2 separate regions of the Ovis aries genome follow, and region 1 is linked to region 2. A link is a contact called in public Hi-C data. All regions are on one chromosome and are shown on one strand. The core of a region is the stretch at or near the end of the contact, and the rest is flanking DNA. Distances in the headings are between cores, read along the strand shown. Region 1 has its middle 490 kb from the start of TRNAG-CCC. Region 2 holds the start of LOC101106534 (ATP-binding cassette sub-family C member 4).

What was found. A called contact is a pair of places that touch in the nucleus more often than the background predicts.
Region 1: a contact with region 2 is called in a Hi-C map of hypothalamus, with 2.4 times the contacts expected there. The contact joins the enhancer-like site here to the promoter of LOC101106534 in region 2. A contact is called at or near these places in 4 of 16 Hi-C or Micro-C datasets (blood, hypothalamus, liver and 1 more).

What each region holds. Positions count from the first base shown.
Region 1 is chr10:70,331,158-70,334,480 of ARS-UI_Ramb_v3.0, reverse strand. No RefSeq gene overlaps it. Among named protein-coding and RNA genes, the nearest start is that of TRNAG-CCC, 490 kb to the right of the region's middle. Within about 2 kb of position 1,705, at least 10 of the 54 cell types and tissues checked have an H3K27ac peak or open chromatin away from gene starts, as enhancers often do. A contact at or near this core is called in hypothalamus and liver, where this site is marked.
Region 2 is chr10:70,262,230-70,265,269 of ARS-UI_Ramb_v3.0, reverse strand. LOC101106534 (ATP-binding cassette sub-family C member 4) reads left to right here and starts at 1,661. Exons shown (of 30, transcript XM_042254988.2): 1 at 1,661-1,873. The coding sequence starts at 1,800.

The DNA.
Region 1 (3,323 bases), core at 456-2,955, 69 kb before region 2:
TTCCTAAAAGCCCATGGCTATACTGGGGCATCTAAGAGGGTTAGCAACAAGAAAGTATAACTTTGACAATGAAGCTATGCAACCAGGAAGGAAAAAAAACATCTGGCAACTTAAAAAGGTTTTCTGTTTTTCTTTCTTACAGGAGGCTTAATCTGGCCCAAGCCTAAGAAGATTTGTCTCCAATCGTCAATGTAGGCTTAAATCACTTATTATATTAAAATGTGATGTAACCATTTTCGTTCCACTTTGTCTTGTGAGTTCTTTTCTCAATTTGGAATTACTGTGACGTTTGAGAGCCTATTGGCATACAAAGGTTTCCCGACACCTCACTGTTGTGTTTTCAAATAAGAATAAAGGAAAAGCAATCAGCACCGTCAGCAATGACTCCGTGTGAATGAGGAAATCCCATTTCCTTTGTCGAGAAGGAAATGGCAACCCACTGCAGTATTCTCGCCTGGAGAATCCCATGGACAGAGGAGCCTGCTGGGTGGGCTACAGCCCATGGGATCACAAAAAGTAGGACATGACTGCAGCGACTTAGCACGCACACATGAGTAATTTACAATATTAGTTTCACATGTACAACCTAATGATTCAATATTCTCATAGAATATGCTGAAATGACCTTAAAATTTTTCTGTCTTTAAGATACATATGCTTGTAATAGTTTCTAATATGTAAAGCATTGAAAGCTTGTCTACATATATATTTTTAATAAGACTGAGTAACAGGGACTTTCCTGTTGGTCCAGCGGTTGAGAGTCCACCTTGCAATACAAAAGACACTGGTTCGATGCCTGGGCTGGGAAGATCCCACATGCCACGGGGCAGCTAAGCCACAAATACTGGTTCTGCACTCTGGAGCCCACAGGGCGTAACCAGTGAACCCACAAGCCACAGCCACTGAAGCCCATGCAGCCGTGGCTTCACAGCAAGAGAAGCCACTGCAAGAAAAGAGAAGCCCTCGCTCTCTGCAACTAGAAAAAGCCAGCAGCAACAGAGGGCCAGCTCAGCCAAAAATAAATGAACAAATAAACTGAGTAACAACAAGGGAAAGCTCATGGGCATTTTCTCCCACTTAATTTTTTTTTTTTTAATTTTCACTCTGCTATTTTACCACTAAATATGGTGATTTGTGACTGTGAGCTCATGTTCCTTGCAAGTGCATTCATGGAAACGAAAGGGAAGGGAGAGAGGGAGAGAGGGAGAGGAAAAACGATGAACACAGCTTAGCTTGGAAGCTGCTGCTGCTGCTGCTGCTAAGTCACTTCAGTCGTGTCCGACTCTGTGCGACCCCACAGACGGCAGCCCACCAGGCTCCCCCGTCCCTGGGATTCTCCAGGCAAGAACGCTCGAGTTGGGTTGCCATTTCCTTCTCCAATGCATGAAAGTGAAAAGTGAAAGGGAAGTCGCTCAGTCGTGTCCGACTCTTAGCGACCCCATGGACCGCAGCCTACCAGGATCCTCTGTCCATGGGATTTTCCAGGGAAGAGTACTGGAGTGGGGTGCCATCGCCTTCTCCGAAGAGCAGTGTATTAAGACTTCGTGGGAGGCGAAAGTGGTTCAGGGGGTGGAGTTCGGAATACAGTGAGCAGGGGAGGAGTGTGCCCTCTGCCGGCAGCTGCTGAGTGGTGCAGAGAACAGCACGTCCGGATGGAGCCTCGGGCATTCAGCGCATTGTGCTGACTTGTCCCCTAGAACAAGAAGTTCTCTTTTGCAGGCAATGTGATGGCAAGATAGGGTAGAAACAGGAACTGCTGGGCATCTGACAAGAGATTACCGTTTGACTGTGGGAAATAGGAATTCACTGACTTTCCTCCACCCTCCTCGACACCAACCAAAAGCTGAAAACCTGTAACTATTTATGTCCTGGGAGTGAACGGATTCACAGAACACAGGCAGGACGTGGGTACTAAAGCATTTCAGTAGTGTCCAACTCTGCGGGACCCTGTGGACCCTGGAGCCCGCCAGGCTCCCCTATCTATGGGATTCTTCAGGCGAAAATACTAGAGAGGGCTGTCAAAAGGGGATCTTCCCGACCCAGGGATGGACCCTGCCTCTCTTAAGTCTCCTGCATTGGCAGACGGGTTCTTCACACACTAGGGCCCCCTGGGGACACAGGCCATTCAGTGCTAAAACTTGGACCATCTGAGCAAACCAAAAGTGTTCATCACCCTGTTCTCAGTGTCCTTGTCTCTCTGGGAATAAAAATAACAACAGATGACATTTATTTAGCACTTTCTTTGTGCTCTATGTATCTTATGTCATAATCCTCACACCAACTTAGGAGGAAGGTATTTCTGAGGTAATAAAATTTATGAGCCTGGAAGAGTTCACAGATTTCCGACCCCCGCCCCACTAAAGAAAAGTCTATAAAGACAGCTCTACTCACAGCACCCCGCTGCCATCCCTGTAGTGAGTGTTCCATCATTCACACTGGCTATTTCTAATGTTTCTGTCTTTGCAAACTTAATGCTCCCCTCCTTTTCTTTTCTATGATTAATTACAATGGATTCCTCCCTCCACCCATACCTGCATTTGCCTTTTGAATTTCAGGAAGCCTTGCAAAAGATCAACAACCTTTAAAATGTGGTATCTTTTAGGAATTTTGACAATGAGATAGAGAACAAAGTTTGGAAGAATTCTTACAGAGAAATCAACCCTTCTCCGTCCCCATTCCTGCCACCCGCCACAGGGGTGAGAACAGGCTTCTGCCCCCAAACATTTGTAGACTCCCCCACATAGCGTTTCTTTCAGCTTTCTTTCTATGTTCTAAGCTTTATGTCAGAAAGAAGACTTTACCATGTATTTACATCTGAAAATAAGTCAAAATGCATAAGATTCTGGCAGGCAAAGTTAGATATAATAATTACTTATAGACAGAATTGTTTACTTAATTTTTATTGCCAGTTATTAAGTATTTGGAAGAATCTTTTTTTTTTTTTCTGGGACGAATCTTTGACAACACTCTAATTAAGCCCTGGAATCGATATTTTCCAAAAGAGGTAAATATTGATGTCTTTAAGTTCTTTTAAAAATCCAGTTTAAAATTTCTTTGACTGATAAGAAGATAAGTTGTTCACTTTAAATTGCAGGGTTTCAGGGGGTGGTCGGAGGGAGGCTCAAAAGGGAGGGGATATATGTATAATTGTGACAGATTCACATTGTTGTATGGCAGAAACTAATACAACACTGTAAAGCAATTATCCTCCAATTAAAAATAAATATAATAAAACAATTAATTGCTGGATTTCCTTTTTTTGTTGTTGTTCTCACCCCAAAGCTTGTGGGATTTTAGTTTCCTGACCAGGGATTGAACTTGGG
Region 2 (3,040 bases), core at 412-2,911:
ACTTTAGTCAAGGTACATGGGAAATTATCAAAGTGATCTGTTATCAGCATCAAGAACTTTGATCTTTCTTTGTTTAGGCTGGAAGGGACCAGAAACTGCTGAGCTGGTAAGAAGGCCACACAAATAACTAAACACTTATTGGGAGTCAAAGTTTCTGTTCATTCAGTCCAAGTTACTCATTCAGTGTATTCTAGACACCCATCCACACACACTGTCCATCCACCAGACCAGGCTGAACTATGCATCCAAATCAGAATTCATCATTTATTGATTTTTAAGACCTTGGGCAAGTTCTGTCCTTAAGCCTCATTTGTGAAATGGGATGATAATATGTAATTAGGGCATCCTTATAGCTAGAGTTGGCTTTCCAGGTGACTCAGTGGTAAAGAATGGGCCTGCCGATGCAGGAGACCTGGATCCTGACGATCCCCTGAAGGGAATGGCAACTCACTCCAGTAATCTTGCCTGGGTAAAGCCCATTGACAGAGGAGCCTGGAGGGCTGGCTACAATGTAGGAAGCACAGAGTCAGCCCCACCGTTGCGACTAAACAAAAAAAAAGTCAGGTCAGGTCCTCAGAAATGCGAACCAACTTGATATTTTGTGACATATGTCACTGTTAATCCACTAGGAACTGAGTACATGATGAAAGAAATCATAAGTGAGTCTCTCTCTCTGCAGATTCCCTTTTTCCAGTCTAAGCGTGTGCTTCAGTCCTGTCCGACAGTGTACCACGGTAAGGACTGTAGCCCCCCAGGCTCCTCTGTCCGCGGGGATTCTCCGGGCAAGAATACTGGCGAACTGGGGGCAACTGGGTTGCTATGCCCTCCTCCAGAGGATCTCCCGCACCCCGGGATCGAACCCCCATCCCCCGCCCGGTCTCTTAGGACTCCTGCTTCGGCAGGCGGATTCTTTACCAATAGCGCCACCTGGGAATCCCTCACAATCTAAAAGGGCAGCAAAACGCTCGCAGAGGTCCGTCCCTACACAATGCAGCAACACGAGATGCCAACAGCCTGTCCCCAGTGGCAACATTCACTCATCTTCCAAAATCGTTCTGAGTTCTTCTAATCTTGTTATTTTTCTTTGGCTCTTGACGCTCTGCAAACATAATCTGTGCTAAACCGTACTGTTGTCCCACATCAAAGGCTTGGCCGCAGGTCGGAGGACTTCCCAGAGGACCATAGTTTGGTACCAAGACGACAGGGTGCTTGGAGCTCCAACTGTTCACGCCTTCTGCCAGCTTTTCCAGGATATTTGCAAAACCGCAGTCGAAGGGGCGTTTCCGAGCAGCGGGGGGCGGGCATTCCGGCGCCTCCCCTCTCCACGTTCTGGGGCGGGGGGCGGGTACCGGGCTGGGAGCAATAACTAAGGCCGCGTTCGCAGCCAGGTGCGAGCACGTGGACGCCTAGGCGCTGAGCCCCGTGTGCCGGGCGGTGCGTTTACCCTCCTCCCTTCGCCTCGCACCTTCGCCCGCCTCCGGGCAACCTCAGCCCAGGCCAACTTTAGGCGCCGCCGGCGCCCCCGCTCGCGGCCTGTGGCTCTGGGCTCCCGGCGATCCGGCCGCGGAGCTTTGCCGGCGTCCTCCCGGCGGGCCCGGGAGGCGGCGCGGCCTTGGGAGGCGGGGACCCGGCGGGCCGCAGGCGCTCGGCTTCCGGAAGCCAGTGGTTCTCTGGCTCCCGCTGCGCGGACTGGCGCGGCGGCCTGAAGTCCAGCATCCCGGCCAACACCTCCCGGAGCAGCAGGCGGCACCGACGCCTCAGCGGCCGGATCTCAAACCGCGCTCGCCCCGGCCGGCAAGATGCAACCGGTGTACCCGGAGGTGAAGCCCAACCCGCTGCGGAACGCGAACCTCTGCTCGCGCGTGTTCTTCTGGTGAGCGCCCCGCCTGGGCTGTGATAACCCCGCCACCGTGGGGCGGGTACTGATGCCGCCTTCGCCTTTCGTGGGCAGAGGCGCTTTCCGCTCTCCCTCAGGCCGCCCGGCTTCTTGCCGCCGGTGGGGCCGCCCCGCGCCGGCCGCGTGGTCCCCGCCGGCTAGCCGGCTTGTGGGGGTGTGGGGAGCAGGCCGAGGAGGGGGACGTGGTCGCGGGGTCGCCGGCTATCCCAGTATATTTGTTCGCCGCTCTGGCAGCCTCCGGTTCCTGGAGCAGAGGGAGCAGCTGGAGCCGGAGGCGGAGAACCGAGGCTGCCCAGGGGGAGTCACCGCCCAGCCGGAGAATGGACCGGACCCTCCCCCCACCACCCCGCTGCCCCCCTCCACCCTACCCTTAGCCGGCTTCTCCAATACTGCTCTGGGAATTTGCTCTTCCGAGCTAGAGTTGCACTTTTTTTTCGTTTTTTTACCCCCGCTAAGCAAGCAGCTTATGAGCAGCTTCCTTTATGTAATTAGTGCCCTGGACCAATTGTCGTCTTCCAATAATGTCTCCATCTTTAACCATATTCCCTATGGGACGTCTGCCGGCCAGTTGCACCCGGCTAGACTGTGTCTGTGACCGTGTCTCTCTCCCTCCCTCCTTCTGTGTGTGTGCGTCTGGTACCTAATTAAGGCAAATTTGTAATGGGTAAAGAAACAATTTATATGTAATGAATGGGCACACTATTCTTGAACATGTTTTGCATTTACGTGGGACACACAGCGACGACTGGAGTATGTCTTTTGACTAACCGCTTTCCCTATTGTGAATATTTACCCTTCCACCTTTGAAGGCCACTCTGGGGTTGGGGTACTTGAAGCCTGTGGGGTCTTGTCCAGATCTCTAGCCTTCAGAGAAGCGATTTGTTATTCCTATAACGTCAGGCAGGGCAAGGAACTCTCCAAGACAGTTTTTGTGGATTTTAAAAATGTATGCCTGGAAATGGAAAGTGAGGACCTCATTGATTGTGGTAGACACCCATTTCCAGTTTTCCTGTGGGAGCAGATGGAGCTATTATCTTTTACATCTGAAGGTACTGAAGCATAGAGGTTGAGGAAGTTGCCTACATCACATGGTAAGTGGTGGAGTGGGATCCTGAACTAGGCAGTTTGACTTCTGAATCTGTG